2 separate regions of the Hordeum vulgare genome follow, and region 2 is linked to region 1. A link is a contact called in public Hi-C data. All regions are on one chromosome and are shown on one strand. The core of a region is the stretch at or near the end of the contact, and the rest is flanking DNA. Distances in the headings are between cores, read along the strand shown. Region 1 has its middle 20 kb from the start of LOC123449854. Region 2 has its middle 22 kb from the start of LOC123447380.

What was found. A called contact is a pair of places that touch in the nucleus more often than the background predicts.
Region 2: a contact with region 1 is called in a Hi-C map of leaf, with 2.9 times the contacts expected there. The contact joins two enhancer-like sites. A contact is called at or near these places in 2 of 6 Hi-C or Micro-C datasets (leaf and seedling).

The regions. Positions count from the first base shown.
Region 1 is chr4H:592,431,722-592,436,176 of MorexV3_pseudomolecules_assembly, forward strand. No RefSeq gene overlaps it. Among protein-coding and RNA genes, the nearest start is that of LOC123449854, 20 kb to the left of the region's middle. Within about 2 kb of position 2,715, at least 3 of the 3 cell types and tissues checked have open chromatin away from gene starts, as enhancers often do. A contact at or near this core is called in leaf, where this site is marked.
Region 2 is chr4H:592,803,889-592,808,343 of MorexV3_pseudomolecules_assembly, forward strand. No RefSeq gene overlaps it. Among protein-coding and RNA genes, the nearest start is that of LOC123447380, 22 kb to the left of the region's middle. Within about 2 kb of position 1,908, at least 2 of the 3 cell types and tissues checked have open chromatin away from gene starts, as enhancers often do. A contact at or near this core is called in leaf, where this site is marked.

The DNA of each region.
Region 1 (4,455 bases), core at 1,465-3,964:
GTTTAACAGTTACTTAGGCACACACAAGCGCGAGGGAAGGAAAGCCCATCATGAAAAACCGGACTCCTTTTGTGAGTCTTCTGTAATTCCGTGAGACCATAGGTCTAGGTCGTCGACCCTAGATCTTAGTGATGTGAAAAAGCTGTCAACAGTGGCAACCAGAACATGCTATTTGTGGTACGAACGGCAGAGATTAACTCATGGAGAGACCACCCAGAGTGCAACTCAAATCAGTTTAGCTGTGAAAGGATTGCGGCGAACTACATTGTTTCATGTACTCCCAAAGCCAAACAGAAATCTGCCGTGTGGATGAAGCCAAGGTATAGATATGCTAAATTGAATGTTGACGCTGGATCTGATATGAATACAATACACTTGAAGGATCGGTTGGAGCAGTACTTCGTGACCAAAATGGCAATGTTCATTGCTGTTGCAAAAGGAAAAATTGACATATATGTTTTGACTCGTCCATAGCAGAGTCACTTGCCGTAAAATTTGGCATGAATCAAGCCCGTAGAACTGGGTGTAGCAAGACCGAGACCAACTCCGACAGTGTAAAGGTGCTTGAAGCTCTGAAGGAGGACAACTCTTCTTCAGTTGGTAGTACCATATTCGACGATTGTTATTTAATGTCACAAGATTCAGTCATGTCATTTATGCACGTTGTAATAGAGAGAGTAATCAGGTAGTTCATGAATAGGCTAGGTTAGCTAAGTTTTCTCCTTCTGATTGTTGGATGAGTACCGCAGCTAGTGTGGTTATTCCTTTGATTCTAAGCGATGCAACTATTCCGACGAATGAATAAAGGAGGAGTTAATTGTTGAAATAGTGAAGTGACGGAGTGAATACCCTGTCCGCGAAATACCTTCGCATTCCATGCGTCGCAGACCTTCCATATGCGATGACCAGTACGATGAAGCTCTCCAAGTCGATGGATGGATCAGTTCCACCGTGAGACCTCCTATGAACCAAACAAGCTGTTAATTTGTCCAAGCGTGGCAGTTTTAAACGGCCCTTTCAAAACTTTCTGTCATCTATCCTCGTGAGAGGAATATCATTGCCCGTTCTTAGTCGCAATGATCACACACGATGACAATGGACTGATTAATGGGTGATAAGGAGGAAGGCAATGACACGCATAGAACCATAGTAGTCTGTGATGTTGCAGCGGAAAAAGTCCATTTTAAACCCTGAACTCGTAGAAGTTCGGCGAATCAAACCCTCAAGTCCAAATCCCTGTCGTTTGCACCCTGAACTATACAATCCCGGTCTAAATCGAACCCTGGGATTGTTTGTCAAACCGGGATTGCAAAGGATGTCCGGGATTGTTTTTTTCGAACAACGGACTGGGGTTAGTTGTGCTGGCGCGCGGGAAAAAGTCTAGACCCGTCTAGTTTGCTGATTATTTCGAACCCAACAACCTAGTTCGTTGGTTATTTTTTTTTGTTTTAATTTATATTTTTATATTTTTTGATGTGCCATGCAGGCGGCCAGGCACGCACGCACGTACGTAGTGCACCCGACCGGCCATGCACGTACGTACGCAGGCAGCAGCCGACCATACCTCCTGCATGCACGCACGTACGCAGGCAGCAGCCAGCCATGATGCACGTACGTCGGCAGCAGCGAGCCGAAGCCGAACGCCGCGCGCGGGCAATCACACAGGGCCACTGGTGGTAGTGTCGTCATCAGTAGGCAGCGGCGGCGGCGACGTGCGCAGGTGCGCTGAGCCGGCGGTAGCGGAGCGACATGGGCGGGCATGCTGGGCCGGCAGGATCGGGGCGAGGCAGCGCACGGGATGAGCGTGCGGAGGCGAGGCAGCGTAGTATATAAAATGTGATCGTATTTGTTTTTATAAAATGCCTGTACAATCAAAAAATGCTTGTCAAATTAATAAAATGTTTACATATTTAAGAAATGTGTCCATGATATATAGTTCATTGTTTAAAAAAAAACGTTCATGAATATGGTAAAATTTCATTGATTTTGAAAAAACCTCATCAATTGAAAAAGGTTCACAGAAAAGAGTCCAACAACTATAAAACAAAGTTGACAAAATTTGAATAAAAAGAATTCACGGATTCAGGAAAAGTTAAATGATATTGGAAAAAAGTTCACGGTTTTCAAATAAAAAGTCTATGGATTTGAATCATCTTGCACACATTTTTAATATTTCAGGGTGCAAACATCAGCGTTTTTATGACTACGGCCCATCAGTCAGCCGAATCCCGTTGATATTTGCCACGTCAAAGTTTTTATGTCTCAAGGTTTAATTAAAATCCGGAATGTATAGTTTAAGGGTAAGGGACCTTTATAATTAAATTCAAGGTTTAAAATAAACTTTGCTTGTCATGTTGTTCTGCTGTCTGCCGGCAACGCCAAATATTCATTGACGGACTGCTATCAAACAAATTGACACGGACCACAAGATAGGCCCCGCCAAAAAGGAGAGAGGACAAGATACAGATACAGGGAGAAGATTAAGTCGACCGATCAGAGGATGTGTGGTGCGCACTAGCTGACGGATACATTGCTGGCTGACCTGTACTCAGGTCCCCTCCACTCCAATTATAGGCCGGTACTAGCATAAAAAATCACATATGTACCCCTGCTTGTACGTCACTTGGCAAACGAAATTTTGCTTGGCCGGTAGTGTGGGTTACCCATTGTTGCATTCTCATTGCATGTCGAAGCAACACGTACCCAGGCACGGCTAGCTGTTCCCTGTGTGGCTTGCTCACCAGGGATCGGCTACGGCTAGCGTGACTAGTGACGGGTGATTATTTGGTCCCGGCCATCGGGGCCCTACTAAAGCAATGTTCCAATGTAAATGATGATAAATGAAGGCAAACCCTTTGCTTCTATCCCTCTACCTCGCTATATTAATTAGGGCATTACTTATTTTCCAACACATTTTTGTTAAAAAAGAAAACCCTACACATCCCTCCTTTTGACTTCTAAAATTTACTACACAATGGTGTAAGATTGCCCCCCTACTTTTCTTCATAACGGGCACTAACCTGGCAACCGCGTCATTCCTTCCTCTAGACGACCCGGGTGGTGGTGGTGGCTCCCCCGGCCTTCCCACCTCTTCTCTTGACCCTTTCCCCCGTCGTCGCCGGTATACTCCATTGGGCAGGTCAACGGTGGCAGGATTTCCTTCTCTCACCCCGTGGGTTGGCTGCTCGTGGATGGGGGATTCTGGAGCGACGGTTCGCAACCAGTGTACCGCCCCTCATGGCGATAGAAAGGTACGATGGGCGGTCGGGGTTGCACAGTGTTAGCTCAACAGTGGTGCCTCCTGGTCAACTTGGGGCAGCTGCACAACATGGGTGGCATCGGACCTCACCTGGTGCTCATGGTGTGTAGCGCAGAGGCCTACTGAAAGTGCATTTAATCCCTTGGTGGTTTTGGTAATTAATATGTCATTGAACTAATGTTTCTCTCAAGTACATTTCAGAGAAGTTCAATGATTGGCTTGGCTAGGATGTGTGATGTGGAACCCCTATGATGCAAAGGAGACATATTGGCAAAAGCTTCAATACTCTACATTTTGCTTTAAGTGATCTTGATCACATTGAGTTCATAGGAAAGTTAATACTATTAAAAGGATCTTGATCACATTTAGTCCATTGGAAAGCCAATACTATTAAAAGGGAATGAGGTATTGATGACGATCTGGTTGCTCACGTGCTTAGAGATTTTCCACCAAAAACCCTCAACCACATTCTCACATAATTTTTGTCCAAAAACCCTAAAGCCTAATCGGTCCAACCGAAGTTTCTCTTTCAGTGCCACCGAGTCACCTATGATAGAGCCCCTAAGTCAAAGCCTAACTTCTCGGTGCCAAGACCTCGTTCGGTGGAACCGAAAAGCAGTGACCAACTTGCCGGAGTCGATTGCATTAATTTTGGAGTCTCCGAGATGAAACAATCGGAACCTCCGAGTCTTTGGGGATGCTTAAGGTGAACTAAATCGGTCTCTCCGAGATGTTTCCTTTGGTCTCAACAAAAAACGAAAAGCGGCAATCTTTTGCACTAGTTGGTACCACCGAGATTATACTTCGGTGTCACCGCGTTGTGCAGTAATATTGTAATGGTTGGATTTTCGGTGAAGGTTATAAATACCCCTCCACCACCACTTTTTCTTTGAGAGAGCCATCAGAACGAAACTACACTTCCACAACTCATTTTCTGAGAGGACACCACCGACTCATGTGTTGAGATCAAGAGATTCCATTCCTACCATATGATTCTTGATTTCTAGCCTCCTCAAGTTCCTTTCCACCCAATCATCCTCTTCTACCAAGCCAAATCCTGTAAGAGAGTGTGTCGTGGTATTTCCGGGACAGATGCCATGGGGTGGCTTAACTCATAGGTGGGGGCCGATGGGCCCCGACGACGTCTGTGAGCGGGTGAGGTGCAACTCGTGTGACACCGGTTTACCCAGGTTCAG
Region 2 (4,455 bases), core at 658-3,157, 370 kb after region 1:
GTACTGGACCAAAACGGGTTCCACCTTTTTTTTATTTTGACGGTTCCTTGCTTGGTTCTTTAGGGGTTTTCTAGTTTTTACTTTACCTTCCTTATTTTAGTATTATTATTATTTTTGTATTGTTAATTCGAGAATTCTTTTTTTACTTTCCAAAAAACAACATTAATAATTTAAAAATCGTTTAAATTTTGAAAAATCTGGAATATATCCTAAAATATGTAAATAGTTTTTCAATTCATAGAATTTTATTTTAATAAAATTTTACTAGATGTTTTAAATTTAGCAACATCCCTTAGATTCGTGAAAAAAATACTAATTTGTGAACATCATGTTTTAGTTGCAGAAAGCCTTTATCTAGTCAAGTTGACTAAAACTTATAGTCAGTAGGATAATGAGGAGTAGGAGGTGGAGTTTTCGTTGAAGTAGAGGTTTAATCTAGTGATGATTATAAGATCTGTACATAATTTTGAAAGTTCACAAACATTTTATAAAATCAGGAATATATTCGAAATCCACATGAATTTTTCAAATTTCATGTACACCTTTTGGAATGAGTGGGAAAATTTTAAAAAATAATTTACTATTTAATAACATTTATATAACTTTTACCAATATTTGTTCTATAAAATAGTTCGCTCATGATAAGAAAAAATACCAACAAACGCATAGGCTTACTGTAGATGGCCAGTTGACCAATTTTCACTCACCCCTAAACAAACATACGCCATTGGGTGCCCACTGGCAACCGAGTGCGCCATAATACAATGAAGATTTTATGAATACACGATAATCATTTTTGCAAAGGACATTGGACATTTTTAATACTAGATGGAATTTTTACTTATTCATTGGACAGTTTTGAATACACACTACGTATTTTTTTCTATTATGTGCTAAACTTTCTTCTATATACTGTGCACTCTTTTTAATATACACTGAGATTTTGTCAAAACACATATTGAACAATTTTATAAATACTACTCCCTTCGTTTTAAAATAAATGTCTTAACTTAATAGTAGCTTTAATATAATACTAAACTTGAGATACTTATTTTAGTACAAAGATAGTATTTTATGTTTTAATAGGATCTTAACCACCTAGCTCCGTAAAAGACTACAACAAGAGTTTTGGAGAAAACCTACTAAAAACCCAACGAGAAACAAATCGCACGCGGTAGAGTGCGCCATCCAATTGCCACAACTTTCAAAAGGAGCCTCTCCTGTTCGACCCAGATTGGCATCCAGTAGTGATACTTATGCTTATTGAAGGGCGAACACACATGTGTGTACATTCGTGGGCTTGCCCTCTGTGAGAGGTTCAGCTTTAGATTGCGCACTTTCTATTTGGCGTCACACGCGTTAGTTAACGTGCATTTTTGTAAACTGACGATTGTGGCGTTCGTAAATGGCCTGGCTTATCTAGATGCCATTTGACATTTGTTTTAAAAATTACATGAACTTATTTAATTATTTATGAACTTTTTTTAAATTTCATAAAGTGTTTTTTAAGATTGATAGACTTATTTCAATATAGATGAACTTTTTTAAAATTTTGATGAACATATTTTTGAAAATGGATGAACTTTTTTCAGTTCAATGACATTTTTTTAAAATACATGAACTTTTGTTGAGATTTTACGATCTTTTTACAAATTTATTGGACTTTTAAAAAATTTAACGAACTTTTCCTAAATTTGATGAACTTATTTCATTTTCAATGAAATTTTTTTGAACTTGATTAAATTTTTAAAAATTGATGAACCTTTTCAAAGATATGAGATTTTTTTCAAATGGATGAACCTTTTTTTTATTTAAATAAGCAAAATAAAAAAAAACTGGGCAGCACTCCAACGGGCCGATCCATTCTAGCAATGCCGTAGGTGCCGGATCATTAACAGACGCCCGCGGCGGTGCATAGAATCTCCCTTTGGATCGTTGCTTAAAAGTGTTTACGTATAGGGCGCAGACGCAGCTAGGTCTAGTAGCGGCCGGCCCATATTCTTTATGTTCGTCTTTTCTGTGTTTTCCACTAAGTTTTTCTTTACTTCTTTTTTCTCTTTCCTGTTTCTTTTTTTCATTAAATACATGAACTTTTTCAAACTTGGTGAAGTCTTCATTTTATGTGAACATTGTGTTCAATATTCATGAACTCGTTTCAAATTGGATGGATTTGTTTTGAAAATTGATGGAATTTAATGAAAATTGTGCAGGATTTTTCAAATGGATGACATATTTTAAAAATAAAAAAATAAAAACCACCATCAAATTTCGAAGAAAAATATCAGTTTCAACCGGATTCACAAAATAAAATCATCAAATTTTCGAAATACCATGAGCTTGAATGATTGTTCATCGATTTTGAAAAATGTTCATTAATTTCGCAAAAATGTTCCCAAAATTTAATAAAAAATTCATGAAATGTTCAAAATAACATCATAGATATCTAAAATAAGAAAAATAAAAAAAATCAAAATAATTGTTCAATTTTGAAAAACCACTTCATAGATTTCGAAAAATACTTAATGATTTGAAAATAAAAAATAGATAGAACAAAGTAATGAAAAAAATAAAAATAAATTAAATAAAGTAAACCAGGTCGAAAACACAGAAATAGAAAACGAACAGAAAAATATGAACCAGCCCGCTACTAGACCTCATGTATAGGTGGGTTTGGAGGGAACAACTAGTTAGCTAGCACTCTATCGGGACCCTCCCAACGACGTACCGCCATTTGGCGCATTCTCAGCTATCGCCACGTGTCGCGCTATGAGCGTTCCCTTTCGATTTCTTCTTTATTATTATTTTCCGCACGTGTTTTTGACTTTTTAAATTGATTTTTTTATTGTTTCAGTTTTTCACCGGTCTTTCTTAGCTTTTCGATGGAAAAAGATTTAACGTGCTTTCTGTTTTTTCGCGAGAGACACGATGTTGCTTTCGCGGGAGGCATGGTTGCACTTTTGTGAGCGAAAAAACATATTTTCTGTTTTTTTGCAAGAGACACTGTTTTGTTTTCCTTGGAGCAACGGTTTTATGTTCGCGAGAGGGACGACCATGCCTCTTGAAATTGAAAAAAAGACAATTTTTTGCGAGAGGTAAGGTTTTGCTTCCGCGAGAGGTATGGCCGTTCCTCTCGGAAACGAAAAAAATATGTTTTTTTTTATTTTCAGCCATAGTTTTTCTTCTGCCTTTTCTTCCGCGAGAGGCACGATTTTGCCTTCGCAAGAGGCACGGTCAGAATGGTCGTGTCTCTCGAAAATGGAAAAACGCGTTTCTATCTTTTTTTATCGCAAGAGGTATGGTTTTTCTGTCTGGTTTTTCATAAAAAACAGTTCATTGGAACCTATCAACATAAGATCTAGTGTTGAGGATCTCGACACGGGAAACTCAATGGTGAAAATGATTTGCGATTTGAACGCGCGGTTTAAGAGATAAAATATTTTAAAAATATGGATCTAAAAAAAAAAAAAAGTTGCGGCAAGTGACGCACTGCAAGTAATATTTGAAACAAATCTTTACCTAATAATAAAGCAATTAGTGTTTCTGATCGTCCGTCATTAACATTATCCTTAAAGTTGATATAAATTATCCATTATGCCATTCATAGGTTAAGAAAACGTTTCAAATTTTCCCAAAGTCGCCGTCTACTTTGTTATTATAGGGAGGTGATACGAACAATGAACACATATGCTCGCCCGCCATAGTGGCTAAGGCAACGCTGTTTTACGCAAGTAACCACCGTTCGATAACCATAGAGAGCAATTTTTCCTTTTCATTTTCTCAGGCAGTGTCCTCCCTTCATGAGCCTGGCTGGACTCTTTTAATTCTTTTTTCATTTCGTTCTTTCTTTCTTCTTTTCTCATTTTGTTCTCATCCTTCTACGGAGTATAAATTAATTCGGCATTTCCAAATTTCAAAAGTGATGAATTATAAAAATATTTGCAAAATTATAAATTGTATGTGAATTCAATTTGTTAAGGAAATCATAAAAGTTTTGTGGATTCAAAAAATATTGGTGTATTTGTAAAAAAAAAGCGATTTGAAAGAAATAGTCGGAAAATGATCGTGCTCATGATTTTGAAAAAAATGATCTTGTGTTCAAAACATATTCGGGAACCTGAAATAAGTGTCCATCAAATTTAGAAAATGTACAGAAAAAGTAAAAAACAAAAAATTTAAAATTTGTTCCCTGATTTTAAAAAGGTTGAGTGATCTAACATATGTTTGTTGAGTCAAAAAAATGCTCATGAACTTGAAAACTTTTTATGCATTTCAGAAAATGTTCGTAAACAAAAAATTTTGTGCATTTTAAAAGGTTCATGATTTTTTTGTGAAAATCCAAAATTTCAAAAGATGACGATTTAAAAGCTATTCACCAATTCAAAGTCTTTTATGTCTAGGATTTTATGTTATTTTGTTTACATGGGAGTAGTTTTTTGGTCGATGAGATTTGTTTTA